Regions from separate parts of the Mus musculus genome. Here regions 2 and 3 are each linked to region 1. The links are chromatin contacts, called in public HiChIP or PLAC-seq and promoter capture Hi-C maps. All regions are on one chromosome and are shown on one strand. Each heading gives the region's core, a stretch centred on a gene start, on an enhancer-like site or on the middle of the called end of the contact. The rest is flanking DNA. Distances are from core to core; before and after follow the strand shown.

Region 1 (4,411 bases), core at 1,385-3,884:
CACCTTCTGTCTGTACTTACTAAGCAATCGCCCAGCATTTTCCTCCAGTCTCCTCCCATCGTTGCCAACACGTGTGCACAGGGACACATGGGAGGGGCAAACCTACTCCATCTTAAAGCAGAAAGAGCCTGAGTGCTTGACTTACAGCTGAACCTAAGCCACACCCAAGTACCAGGAAGGACCCCACGGCTTGTCCTTGGCCCGTACCCCAGAGTTACTCCCTAGCTACTTCCTAGCAACAGCCAGTCAAGATTAGTCTGATTGTTTGCGATGTACTTTCAGACCCTCTGTGATTGTTCATGGTTTTGCTTCAGAGCACCCACCTGTCAGCTTACAATAGTTATTCAGTGAGATGCTTGGCAGGCTGTAACCCCTCTCACTTGCTCGACATTTCCTATAAAACCTTGTCCCACTGAGGGCTTAAGGCTGCTTCACCCTCTGGTCCTACTGTGACAGGGTCTGCAGTGAGTGAGCCAGAACTGGAGCTTGAATGAGAGACCCTAGTGCAACTGCATTGGAGTCGGCTCCTTGGTGGTCTTTTGGGACACATGCACACACATACATGTGCATACACATGCACACAGGCATGAAACCATTCGAAATCTATTTTGCAAGGCTATAAGTAATTTCTCCATATTTTCATTTTGAAAATTATCAAAATGAAATTACAGGGAATTAAGAGATTTGTACCATGAACTGTTACACGTTCTCCATTAAATTCAATATCTGCTTGCATTTACTTGCCAGCACATCTATTGGAATCTACTAGCCTTGTGGGTCTGAGCAACTACTAGATCCTTGGACTTCCATTTACAGCTGACCATTGTTGGGGAGCTGGACTCCAGACTGTAAGTTGTCATAACAAATTTCCTTATTTCATAGAGTTCTGTGACTCTAGAGAAGTCTGACTAATACAAAGATCCAATCAACATTTACATACTTCATTATCATTTCTCCTTTTGCTTGTTTGGATCTTGAGATAGGCACTTGCTATTAGACCTGGAAGGCCTGGAGTACACTAGTCCAGGCACTTTTTAAATTTCAGTTGATTTTCCTCCCTCTGCCTCTGGTGTACTTGAGACCAAACCTTCAGGGTTCGGACTCCATCTTAGAGAACCTGACCTAAGGTTAAACTCAAGTAAACTAACAGGCCAGTATCTAGCACCAGTTTCCAGGCTACGCCCCCCCCTCCCCCCAACAAGTCCTGTGCCTAACACCAGTTTCCAGGTTACCTCACAACAAAACCTACATCCAACACCAGTTTCCAGGTTATTTCCTAACAAATCTACAACCCTGCGTTTGCACCCCCGGCCCCCAGTTCTCTTGCATCAGAGAGGGTGGTGAGGCCCAAGCTCGAGCTTGAACAAAAGAACCTAGTTCAATTGCATCAGAATCAGCTCCCTGGTGGTTTTTTTTTTGGGGGGGGGCTCATGAACATTTCCTGGCACAACAGAGACTACACACAGGCACCACCATACCCATCTTTTTAATCTTCTAATCCAAAACAGTCCTTACTCCTTTTAATAGCATTGCTTCCTTCTTTGTTGCTGTGATAAAACACCATGACCAAGGCAGCTTAACGATTTTATTTTAGCTTATGGCTCCGGAGTGAGTCTATAATGGCCGGGCAGGGGCAGCAGCAGGCCAAGGACATGATGGCTGAAGTATTTTGTTGTGAGCCGGCATCAAACTGCACATACAGCGCCGAGAGCTCAAATTTAAGTGGTGTGTGTGTCTTTAACCTCTCCAATCTGCACAAGGCAGGGAACACCTCTAAACTACTCCAAATGGCCAAGACGAAGGGAGGTATTTCTCATTAAAATTACATTACTCTTGAATTATTTAAGTCAAAAAAAAATCGCACATTCTGGATGGGTGTTTCTTTCCTCACGGACATTCAACACGTTATGCTTATTATTTCCTTTAAACTCAAAAGGGCTTTGATTATACTTCCTCAGAGGTGACAGTCACTTCATGTTGACTGTCACTCGGTCATAAACATGCATAAAGTAAGGTTGTCTCACAACTAGTGATGCTGAAGTTGATCGCTGGGTGAGCGATTGCCAGCTTTGACTCTAAACATCCTACCTTTCTCTATTTTCTTACATCACATGGCTTTTACCTACCATGGGTGATGCCTAAGCACCTCAAATGGTCACCGTTCCACTTCTATCACTCTATCTTTATTGGCTATATTTATTTTCTAAACAACAAAAAACTTCCCTTCTCTTGACTTCAAGGTCTCGCTCTGTAGCCTTGGCTGGCCTGGAACTCGCTATGCGGGCTCAGACTCAGATCCGCCGCCGCCATCTGCCTCCCTGTGGGACACAAGGCACCCGCCATCACTCCCAGCCCGTTCCCGGTACTAAATCTCATCAGGGCTGGGCAGAAAGGCTCGCGAGTTTACGCCGCAGGGAACCGGAGGACAACACCCACCACAGAGAACCACTCGCTGCCGCTCCCAGCACGAGGCGGAACTGACGTAAAACGAACATGCCCTCTGCCCCCGGCGCGGCCCAGACACGTCACTTCCTGCCCATCAGACCACACCCGCTCCGCCTTCCGAGGCTGCAATCGCAGGCTGCTGAGAGGGCGGCGAGGGTCATGTGACCCGGGCGCCATCTTTTCCACGAGAGTCCGTAGGTCTCGCGAGATCTCGCTCGCCTTGTCTCTCTCTCCTCCTGCCCGAGGCCGGCTTCTCTCCCCTCCCCCTCGCTGGCGGACTTTCTCCTTTTCCGACCGAGGCTCGTCGCGGCGGAAAATCTTTCCCGGCTGCAGCCGCCCCTGACGCCGCTCGCCTCGCCTCGCCTCCCCGACCCCTGCCCGCCGTCCCGACCCCAGCCCCACCCAAGGTAACGAGCCCCTGAGGGAGAGTCAGGCCTCCTCGGGCCTCGGGCTGGAGTGGAGGTGGAGGCGGAGGCCGGAAGCGAGGGCGCCGGCGTCAGAGCTGGGCCCGGCCAGGGCAGTGTGGGGAGGCAGCGGCTCTCGCACCCCCCAGTGGACGGCCCCGGCCTGCGTGGGGGCTTCCGGGACGAGGCGGCGAACGTGGCCGTCTGGGGGAAGCCTCTGTGAGGGTGCGGGGCTCGGCGGTTTCCATGGACGCGGAGGTCTGCGTTCCCTGGTGGGAGATGGTGGACCGGGGCTCCAGCGGGCTCGGGGAAGCCCGCGCGCGGACGGGAAGACTCGGCCGGGGTTCCAGGCTTCCGGTGGGCCGGAATGTCCCGGAGGTGTCCCCCGAGGACCCGTATGTTTGCCCCGCGGCCGCCCAGAGGGGCTTCTGGACCCCTGGCGACGCCGAGCTGCGTTGGGCGAGAGGCGGGTTTCTAGGATGACCTCCGTGTGAAGGAAGAGTGAGCGCTCCGAGCGGTTCCCTCCACCGGAGAGAAAGGCGAGGAAACGCCGAAGGTGTAGTTAACCGAAAACCGCTTCCTCTGACTGGGGGGAAGAACCCGTCCGTGCGAATTTTAATTTCTCTTGATTTTTGACTTTCTCAGCTTTTGAAAAGTATGTCGCAGTCTTTATTGACATACACTGTCTTCCTATGATATATGATACTTAAAGAAGAAGCAGGGTTTTTTTTTTTTTTTCTTTTTTAATAGCATGATTTTTCCGGGGGAACTCTTTCTGTGTAGAATTGACCAGCCGTATCTGCAGTCTTTAGAATTTAATTGCCTTGAAGTTTGTGGATTAGTTAAATATGAATAAAGTTAAAATGGTGATGAACGGAACTTGAATTTTGTAGCAAGAGTGATTTAAATTAGACAGGTCAGAGGAAGTTTTTTTTTTGTTGTTGTTTTTTTGTAATTTGATATTTGACTTGCCTTATGGGCCTTTATTTTCCTCAGATGTCAGAGGATCTAGCAAAACAGTTGGCTAGCTACAAAGCTCAACTCCAGCAAGTAGAAGCTGCCCTTTCTGGAAATGGAGAAAATGAAGATCTATTGAAACTGAAGAAGGATTTGCAAGTAAGTACAGGTGGACACTTGGAGTTGAGGTTGTTTGAGAAGAGGATTTGTCTTTTTCAAAGTATGCATTCAAGACTCGTAGGCACGCAAAGCATCTGAGGAAGGCGCTCCCACGTGTATATGCTTGTTTGTACACAGGTACTGAGGCTTCTCACATTAGCTCCTCTTGGTGTACATCAGAAGGAACAAAACACTCGGTTTTGTAAATCCTGTGTGTACTTACAGGATTTCATGAGAAGAGGCGTTGCAACGGAATAAGCTTTTGTTTTAAAAGACTTGACAAGGAAACTTAGTTCAAAAGGTAACACTATTAAGGGAGGAATATACAATCTGACTAAGATCCTTCTTATGACACAAAATTATCTGAAGATTAAATTCAGCCTTATTTTTCAAAGCTAATGGGGTCTATACTTTTATTAAAACCACATCGTGAGAATGTGTTAGGG
Region 2 (4,411 bases), core at 1,030-3,529, 330 kb after region 1:
TAAATGTCTACCTACCATAAAACAAACTTCTCGGTCAAGGGGAGACAGTGTGCCTGGTACCATTCTCCAGAGGCGTGTGTGTGTGTGTGTGTGTGTGTGTGTGTGTGTAAGAAGAGGGGGGGGGGCTGGCGAGATGGCTCTGTGGTTAAGAGCACTGACTGCTCTTCCTAAGGTCCTGAGTTCAAATCCCAGCAACCACATGGTGGCTCACAACCATCCATAACGAAATCTGATGCCCTCTTCTGGAGTATCTGAGGACAGCTACAGTGTACTTACATATAACAAATAAATAAATCTTTAAAAAAAAAATACCCAATTAAAACTGTGCAAGAGTCAGGCAGTAGGCGTATACCTTAAAAAAAAAAAAAAGAAGAGAGAGACAGACAGACACACAGAGAGATGAGAGAGAGATGTGTGTTTTTTTCTTTAGGAGTTGTGTTTTTGTTAGTGAGTAGACTGATACCAAGTATGTGAAAGTACAGTGAGAAAATGGCATTTCAGGAGGAGAGAGAATTTGTGTTTTGGATCTCTTGTATTTGGAATGCCTGAAGAATGTTTGGACAATGCTGTTGAGGTTTCAGGAACTAGGACTCAGAAAAATCAGATTTGGGTTGAAGGTATCTATGTAGAAGTTGAAAATGGTGGAGGTGAGTGGGTTTAAGGTGAGAGCCCAGGGTAGTGTGTGCTGAATGAGAAGGGAACCTGGTCCCTACAAGGACGGGAGGAAGAAGGGGTGACTCAGAACTGCCCCAAAGTGTCTGTCTTAGTCAGGGTTTCTATTCCTGTACAAACATCATGACCAAGAAGCAAGTTGGGGAGGAAAGGGTTTATTCAGCTTACACTTCCACACTGCTGTTTATCACCAAAGGAAGTCAGGTCTGGAACTCACACAGGGCAGGAACCTGGAGGCAGGAGCTGATACAGAGGCCATGGAGGGGTGCTGCTTACTGGCTTGCTTCCCTTGGCTTGCTCAACCTGCTTTCTTATAGAACCCAGGACTGGCACTACCCACAATGGCCTAAGCCCTCCCCTCTTGATCACTAATGGAGAAAATGCCTAACAGCTGGATCTCATGGAGGCATTTCCTCAAGGGAGGCTCCTTTCTCTGTGATAACTTCAGCTTTGTGTCAAGTTGACACACAAAACCAGCCAGAAAAGCTTCATGAGAAAAGTCCCTGAAAGAGGAACATCACAGAGATGGACCCTTAGTTGGTTCCGCGCCATTCAGCATCTAAGGGTCGATAGCGTCTGTCGAGCAATTGATGAAGGAGAGATGTGAGTGGGGAATCACTGGGGAGCCATGTGCAGAGGCGGAGCCTGGAGGTGAAGGAGAAAGAAAGCAGAAGAAAGGAGGCTCAGTCCGGCCTGTCTCCTGAAGGGGCTTACAGAGAGATGGCAACTGCCCCCACTCCCGTTTTTTATCAGAACATTTCACCTCCTGTCTTTGGCTAGGTGTGTATATGTGGTGGGGGACGCAGATGTGGGGACATGTTAGATGCAGCATAAGAACCCCAGACTCTTTCTCTTCCTCTTCCCAGATCAGGAAGGACTGATCCCATGTCAGGGGGTCTTCTGTAACGCGCTCAGGAGCCAGATAAGTTCCTGCTTTTGCTGTTCGAGCGGATCCAGCCTAGAGACATCCTCTGGGCGCAGATGGGACATCCTGTGTGATAGAGGCTATCTCTCTTTATCTTCATCTCTCACCTTACCCTAAGGAAAGGAGCCAGAGCCTCTCCATACCGTACACAAGTACTTCCTGGACTGCTTAATGTGTAGACAGACCTCTGAGGCATGATACCCGGGCCCCTCAACCTCTAGTTCATTCCTGTCTTTGTCTTGTAACATTACTGTCATCTGTCTAAAAGTCACCATTAAACCTGGGACTTGAGAGGAAACCTTTCTTTAATAGTCTTCTTAGCCCTGTACTGCTGTGTCCTCTTGCCACAGGGGCCCCTACAGCCTCTTTTGTCTGTTGCTGATAGTGCCCCAGTTGGCACTGCCCTACCCCGACTGCTGTCTCACAGCAACTTCCGTACAGGCCCTAAGGGACAAGGTTTGGTGATAGGGCCCACGTCAGAGGTGTCCCCAGCTCAGCTTCTGCTCTGTCACCTTCTGCTAGTCTGTTATCTCTTCAGAAAAAGTCTCAGCCACTGTGCAGTGGGCCTTCCTACGGGGAATCAGAGTTCAAGGCCTTCAGGCAAGCCATACTCTATTCCCATAGTTAGTGCCCCAGGCATTGCCGCTCCCTCTGACTTTTGGAATATGAGCCTCTCCAGATTCCGGTTTGGACCTGTACTGTGGAACGCTGTGGCAGCACTGAGCCGCAGGAGGATTATAGGGAATGACAGAGGGCTCTGAATACTTGGCCAGAACTAATGTCTGCCCTCAGCTGGGTCCTAAGTGAGGGCTTGTTCCACAATAAAGCTATTAGCTTCTTCCTGGAATCCACATTCTACCTGGACCTTGAAGCCGGAACATCTGCTACTTAGGGTTCCAAGTGCCCTAGGCTGTGTTTTCTCCTTCTGTTATTTTGAACCAGAAACTGTTGTTAATAGGAATTCGTTGTGATGAGTCTCTTCTGGGCTCAGCACTGATCCGTTGGGCCACACAAGTAGACTTTCCTTGTTTTTAATTCTTTTCTTATGCTTAATGGATCACATCCAAAGACAAGATTCACAGAAGTCAAACAGAAAAACCAATCAACCGCTGTACTCAGCTCTGGAAGAAATCTAATCAAAACAACGTCAACGTAGTGCTGTCCCGTGTGGTAGCTGCTAGCCACAGGCAGAAGCTTTTAGTCATGTTTATCCCTGCAGTCATCCGCGACTCAGTGGTCGCCACGCTGGACAGGGCAAAATGAACAGTCACTTTGGGGAAAGTTTCACGGGACAGTCTAGGGAAGACACGCTATTTTCGATCCATCTTGACCTTGGATTAAGGAGGAAGGGAAGGGTCCTTAGGTGGGAGGAGCTGTGATCAGCAGTTCGATTGGCTTAGCTGTTGGGCCGCCTCCAGAGACCAGGACCAATCAGAGTGCAGGACTGCTGCTGTGCCTGCCATTGGTTTAAGAGTACTGGGCACCATAACTGTAGTTACCTGCTCTATCTGAAAACACTGTGGAGAAAGAAAGCTGGACCCCAATCTTACTCCTCAGTTCAGACCCCTAACCTTCTGTGTCCTTGGTTATTGACAAACTCTTAGAAGCCAGATCCTCCTGAGTTCAACTGCTTCTTGAACTTGACTCTTACTTCCTACAGTGAAATGCCTGTAGGCAAGTGCCCGAATGTCTTCAAATATTAGTTTCAATTAGCATTGTCTTAGAGGGGTGGTTACAAGGATGCAAGGAATACAGCTTACAAGGGAGTGTCACAGATCCTGCCAAAATGAACCTGCCGACGTTATGATGTAATTTCTTACGCTGTTTACAGCAAGTTTGCTGTTGCTATTTCTGCTTCCTTCTAAGATATTTTTGTGCAGTTGAGTTCATCAAACTTTTTTTAAAAAGAATATGTGTTTGGCCGGGCATGGTGGTGCTTGCTTTTAATCCTAGCACTAAGGAGACAGAGGCAGACGGATCTCCGTGAGGTCGTGGTCAGAGCCTGGTCTAGTGAGTTCTAGGACAGCCAGGGTTGTTACACAGCAAAATCCTGCCTCAAAAACTACACACACACACACACACACACACACACACACACACACACACACGTTTTATGTATCTTATATAAGAAATAAAAAAAAAATCCTTTTTTGCCTTACTCCTCAAGTGCTAAGATTATAGACATGTCTTACCACACTTGGTTTGTTGGGACTGAGAATCAAACCCTGGGCTTTATGCATGCCAAGTTTGCTTCTACCAATTGAGCTATATCTCAAGCCCAGATCCAATACTCTTTTAAATTGGGCCCAGTGGTGGAGGCTTTAATTCCAGCAAGTTAGGAGATTAAGGCAGGAGAATTCCCAGTTCAAGGAATCTTGAGCAATGTAGTGCAACCTTGTCTCAAGGAGAAAAATGAAAAACAACAACAACAACAACAACAACCAACATTTGGGGATGTAGCTCAATGGTTGAATTCTTGCTAAGTATATGCAAGACCCATTGTTCAGTTAATCCCTAGCATTGCAAAAAGAAAGGAAAAAAACAAAACACAAAATGGGGGAGAGAAAGAAAGAAAGAAAAGAGTCAGTCTGTGGTTTTTCTCCTGTATTTTCTTCTAAAAGCATCTTAAAGTATTCTTCTCTTGAAATATAACTACAGAAAAGGGCACGGGTTATGAGATTTTACCCAATTAATATATTCCTACAACAAGACTCATTCAAGAAAGAATGCCATTAGAAGTCACGAACCCTCATGGATTGGTAGGGTTAGTATAGTAAAAACGGCCACCTCACCAAGTCTGCAATCTGCAGACTC
Region 3 (4,411 bases), core at 1,283-3,782, 270 kb after region 1:
GGAGGCAGAGGTAAGAGAAATCTGAGTTCCAGGTCAGCTTGGTCTACACAGAGAGTTGCAGAAAAGCCAGAACTACGTAGAGAGACCCTGTCATTCATAAAGATCTCACAGTATTTGGCACATCTGACAAGCTCAATGAAACTATTGTCATTTATGAGTTTATCACTTAAAAATATTTATGCAGTGAGTGAGGCTCAGCCACTGAAACGCTTGCTGTATAAGCATGAAGACCTGAGTTTGAGCCCCAGCACCCAAGTAAAAAAGCCAGGCCCATTCGGATGCATGCTTGTAATCTCAGGGCTAGAGTGGCCCAAGAGGAGGATCGCTGAGACTCACTGGCCAGCCTGCTTGGCAAGCTTGAGGCCAGTAAGTAAAGGCTGGATGGTACCCGAGGCACAACACTGAAGGCTATATTTTGGACTCCATGTGTGTGCATATGTATGCACATGTGCATTGTGTACACAGGAATAAGTGTGCAAACACATACACAAAGTTTTCGAGCACATATGTATGAACTGTTGCAGAGTTGGGGATTGTATATCAAATTTGATGCCGAATTCGGAATTTTAGTAGTGTGGTGGGTTGAATAAGATTAGCCTCCATAGGCTCATATGTTTGAAAACTTGGTCTCCACTTGGTGGAACCATTTGGGAAGGATTAGAAGGCATGGCCTATTGGAGGAGGTGTATCATTAGGGGTGGGCTTTGAGGTTTCAAAAGACTCCTGTGAGTCCCAGCCCTTCCTCCTGCCTGGTGTTTGGATCAAACGCTCTCAGCTGTTCTTTCACACCAGTGTGCAGACTCTAACCATTTGAAACCATAAGCTAAATTAAACGGTTTTTCTTCTATGAGTTGCCCTGGTCATGACATTTTATCATAGTAACAGAAAAATAAGTAAGATAAATTGTTTAGGCTCGATTAAGCCTTTAAGAAGCTTAAATGTAGATCAAATTTCCCAATGTAATAGAATTACAGGACTTCTTGAACTTGGATAAAGGAGGGAGAAAATGACTATTTCTCAGTAACCTCTGTCTAGGGAGGAAGAGGCCTAGAATGGCAGTGCTTTGAAGGAGAAGGAAGGAGAAGGAAGCTGAGGCCAGCCTGTGTTATATAGAAAGACCCTATCCAAAAAAGTGGGGTTGGGAGGGCTCTGAATGTAATCCTAGTATTCAAGACACCAGGGAAGGTCTCTTGACCTTGGTGAGTTTGAGGCCATCCTTAGCTACATAGTAACAGCCTGTCTCAAAAACTAAAACAACCAAAACCACAATGAAACAAACAAAGAGAGCAACAAGATAAAACCCTCTGTAATTAAAATATGCCCTTCCATCAATTATGATTGTATTCAATACATCACAAAAGTGTTCCAGTGTCTATGACTCCATAACTAATTGGAATCATAAATACTTTCCTAGCAAGTTGTAGCTTGGCTGGAATTTTGAAATTTCACTTCTGCACGTTATTATTTTGAAATACACATTTATTTTTAGACCCACTGCTATGCCTAGGCATTTGATTCATAGAGAAGCTCAGACCCAGCAGTATCTCAAATCTTGCCTTTTATTTTGAAAACTAAATTTAAGACTTTGATGACACAGTGCACATTATTTTAGGCATCCAGAGATCCTCTGGGATAAGTCTGGACATGTGCTACATGCATGTGGTCGTTCATAACAGCCCTATTCACCAAGGCAGAAGCAGAAAACAACGGGAATGAAGAGATCAGCAGAGCTGGGTCGATACAATGAAACTATCACTCAGAGCTGAGACTGAATAGACAATTGCTACATTCAGAAACCTGGGTGAATCTCAACCCTAAGCTTGAACAAAGAAACTAGACTGGGAAGGGAACACACTACAGAACCCAGCTGATAACATGTTTAAGAGCAGACCTTTACAAATCATTTCTGGGGTTAGAAACCAAGGTGTTTTCCTTTTCAAAACAAGTTTATTTATTTACTTTTAGGACGAATATCTTACCTGGATGTATGAGATTGTGCCTCATGGGTGCCTAGTGCTTAGAGAGGTCTGAAGAGGGGTTCAGATCCCTTATAAATGGAACTAGAGAGGTTATGGGCTGCCATGTGGGCGCTGGGAACTGAACCCAGGATCTCTGCAAAGCGTGTTATACAATAGATTGGTTTTACAGGGCTTTGTGTCTTATTTAATATCTATTCTTCTTTTTAAATTAACTTATTTTTGGTAGGCATCTTTTCTCAACTTGTGCAAGCAAACAAAGCATGATTTGTTGTATTTAGTTATGGATTGTTGCCATGTAAGTCTGAAGAAGGTGAAGGGCGTGTCCAATCTACATGTCAGAAAAACCAATCTCAAAGCTTTAAGGAGTGTGAAGGGAAAGAAAGACTCAGGAAGAGAGAAATCATCTATGTGGAAGAACTTGAGGGCCTGGATACATAAGAGATTGACAAATCAGCTCTAGAGAAGCAACCCGAGTTGGGCTGGAGAGACGGCTCAGCCGTTAAAGGCTAGGCTCACAACCAAAAATATAAGAGAAGCAACCCGAAACATACGTTCAGTCTTCAAGTCTTCAGCAGCTTTCTAACACAACAGAGCTGTGTGAACACACAGACTCTAGGCTGCGTGACTGACCACAACAGTAGTTTGAGTGCTGCCCAAGATTTAAATGAAACAAAGTTCCAAACCTCTAAGAGTCTATTGTCATAGACAGAGCTGGTGAAACAGGCCAAGAAGCCAGGACAATATGGACAAATGAAGTTTCCCCCCCTGGGACTGTGGTGGCTTCAAATGTTATTGGAAAGGTTTTGCAGTTATTTTTCCCAAGAGTTGCTTGAGTGGTAGAGTTTCAATATGAAATTTAGGGCAGCAAAAAGTAAGATAAAACTCGGATGGAGAAGACAGTAGGGGTTGGGGAGAATTTTAGCAGAAAGTTAGGAAGAAAGAGGAAGTAAGCTGGGTGTGTAACACGCCCACGTGAAAGCGGAAGTGAGTTCAGGTCAAGTTTACCCTCATTTCTCAGATGAAAATATTAGCATCTCTGAAACCGATCCAGAGCAAAGGACAGCCATGGGACTAAAAGTGGCACATCTTCTTGGCACATCCGTTTTCCTCTGGGAGGAGCAGAGAGAGCGATGCCATTTATCTGAAAGCAATTGATGTGGTCGGGAGTAGAATGCCAACTGTATGCGAAGCCTCATGAGTAAATGAAAAGACTTCAGTTTATTTCCAGCCAAATGCTCTGGTCTTCTGCTCCAAGTGTCTCCCTTACACAGGTGAAAGGAAAGGTACAGAGTCATGAATTGCCTCTCCAGCACTCCTATGCTGCCAGACCACCACGCTCTTCTTAGGTTGTTGTGCTGTTACTGTTTCAACACCACGTCCTTGGGTGGAATTCCACCTTAGAGTGGAATCTGTGGAGTTCTCTCCTGTTCAGTACTGAAAACTCTGAAACAGACAATGTGCATCTTTTTAAAAAATCAGAGAACCAGAGTCCCTTCAGCCACTGTTAAACCCTGCCGATTAGAGCTCTACAAGTATTTGTTGACCTGGAACGGTATCTTTGCCAAATCTTTGCAAAAACTAAAATAGACGTTAGGGAACCGGATATGAACGAGAGAGAGAGAGAGAGAAAAGGGATGAGTGTGTGTGAACTGTTGTTTTGTTTGATCCATGGACAACTCTGAGGCAGACTAAATTATACCCATTTTATAGCAGAGGGAACTAAGGTTGCCACTTTTTTATTTTTTTGAGATAGGGTCTCACCAGAAGGTTTCACTCTGAAGCCCTTTTTGGCCTGGAACTCACTCTGGAGACCAGGCTGGCTTCAAACCTAGAGATCTACTTGCCTCTGCTGCCTGAGTGCTGGGACTAAAAGCAGGTGCCATCATGTCTGGCCTCAAAATAACTTTTTTGAAGTAACACAATTATTAGTTGTCAGAGTACAGTTGCAGTCCCATCCTTGTTGGCTACAAAGGTCCATGGAAAATATCTGAGGACATTTAAAATGCATATTTAGGTCTGGAGAGATGGCTCAGTGGCTAAGAACACTGGCTGCTCTTCTAGTAGACCTGGGTGATTCCCAGTACCTACATGGCAGTTCACAACTGTTCTGTCACTCCACTTTCAGGGGATCTGACACCCTCATACAGACATACATGCCAACAAAACCACCAATGTACCTAAAATAAGAAACATAAATAAAATCAATCAAAAATTGCATAACTTGATAGTTCTAGGAGTTTTTAATCTTATAGACACATTCAAATAAATGCTCAGAAATACAAATATAGGGACATTAATTTTAGTGCTGATTGCTACAGTAGTAAACTGAACTCTGTAAACATTCCTTGTAAATTGCCTAAATAAAATAGAAACCTTGGCAAAGAAAGAGATGCACACACACACACACACACACACACACACACACACACACA

The links. Promoter capture Hi-C pulls out the DNA fragments that hold promoters and counts their contacts. HiChIP or PLAC-seq counts read pairs in DNA pulled down with a chosen protein or histone mark.
Region 2: a contact with region 1 is called in an H3K27ac HiChIP or PLAC-seq map of embryonic stem cells, with 3 times the contacts expected there. The contact joins the enhancer-like site here to the promoter of Smndc1 in region 1. A contact is called at or near these places in 4 of 39 promoter capture datasets (the C10 cell line, cranial neural crest, pre-B cells and 1 more), 3 of 484 Hi-C or Micro-C datasets (CD4 T cells, CD8 T cells and rod photoreceptor), 12 of 115 datasets of contacts at active chromatin or transcription factors (embryonic stem cells, epiblast stem cells, forebrain and 3 more) and 3 of 9 other capture datasets (adipose tissue, embryonic stem cells and liver).
Region 3: a contact with region 1 is called in a promoter capture Hi-C map of pre-B cells, with 2.3 times the contacts expected there. The contact joins the enhancer-like site here to the promoter of Smndc1 in region 1. A contact is called at or near these places in 7 of 39 promoter capture datasets (the C10 cell line, the HPC-7 cell line, cranial neural crest and 3 more), 1 of 484 Hi-C or Micro-C datasets (B cells), 2 of 115 datasets of contacts at active chromatin or transcription factors (microglia and pancreatic cancer cells) and 1 of 9 other capture datasets (liver).

Annotation. Positions count from the first base shown.
Region 1 is chr19:53,388,857-53,393,267 of GRCm38.p6, reverse strand. Smndc1 (survival motor neuron domain containing 1) reads left to right here and starts at 2,634. Exons shown (of 6, transcript NM_172429.3): 1 at 2,634-2,852; 2 at 3,846-3,965. The coding sequence starts at 3,846.
Region 2 is chr19:53,056,774-53,061,184 of GRCm38.p6, reverse strand. The region is part of intron 2 of Gm30234 (a long non-coding RNA gene); the gene reads left to right. Among named protein-coding and RNA genes, the nearest start is that of 1700054A03Rik, 17 kb to the left of the region's middle. Within about 2 kb of position 2,279, at least 54 of the 459 cell types and tissues checked have an H3K27ac peak or open chromatin away from gene starts, as enhancers often do. A contact at or near this core is called in embryonic stem cells and trophoblast stem cells, where this site is marked.
Region 3 is chr19:53,118,007-53,122,417 of GRCm38.p6, reverse strand. No RefSeq gene overlaps it. Among named protein-coding and RNA genes, the nearest start is that of Gm30381, 8.5 kb to the left of the region's middle. Within about 2 kb of position 2,532, at least 68 of the 459 cell types and tissues checked have an H3K27ac peak or open chromatin away from gene starts, as enhancers often do. A contact at or near this core is called in B cells, the HPC-7 cell line and pre-B cells, where this site is marked.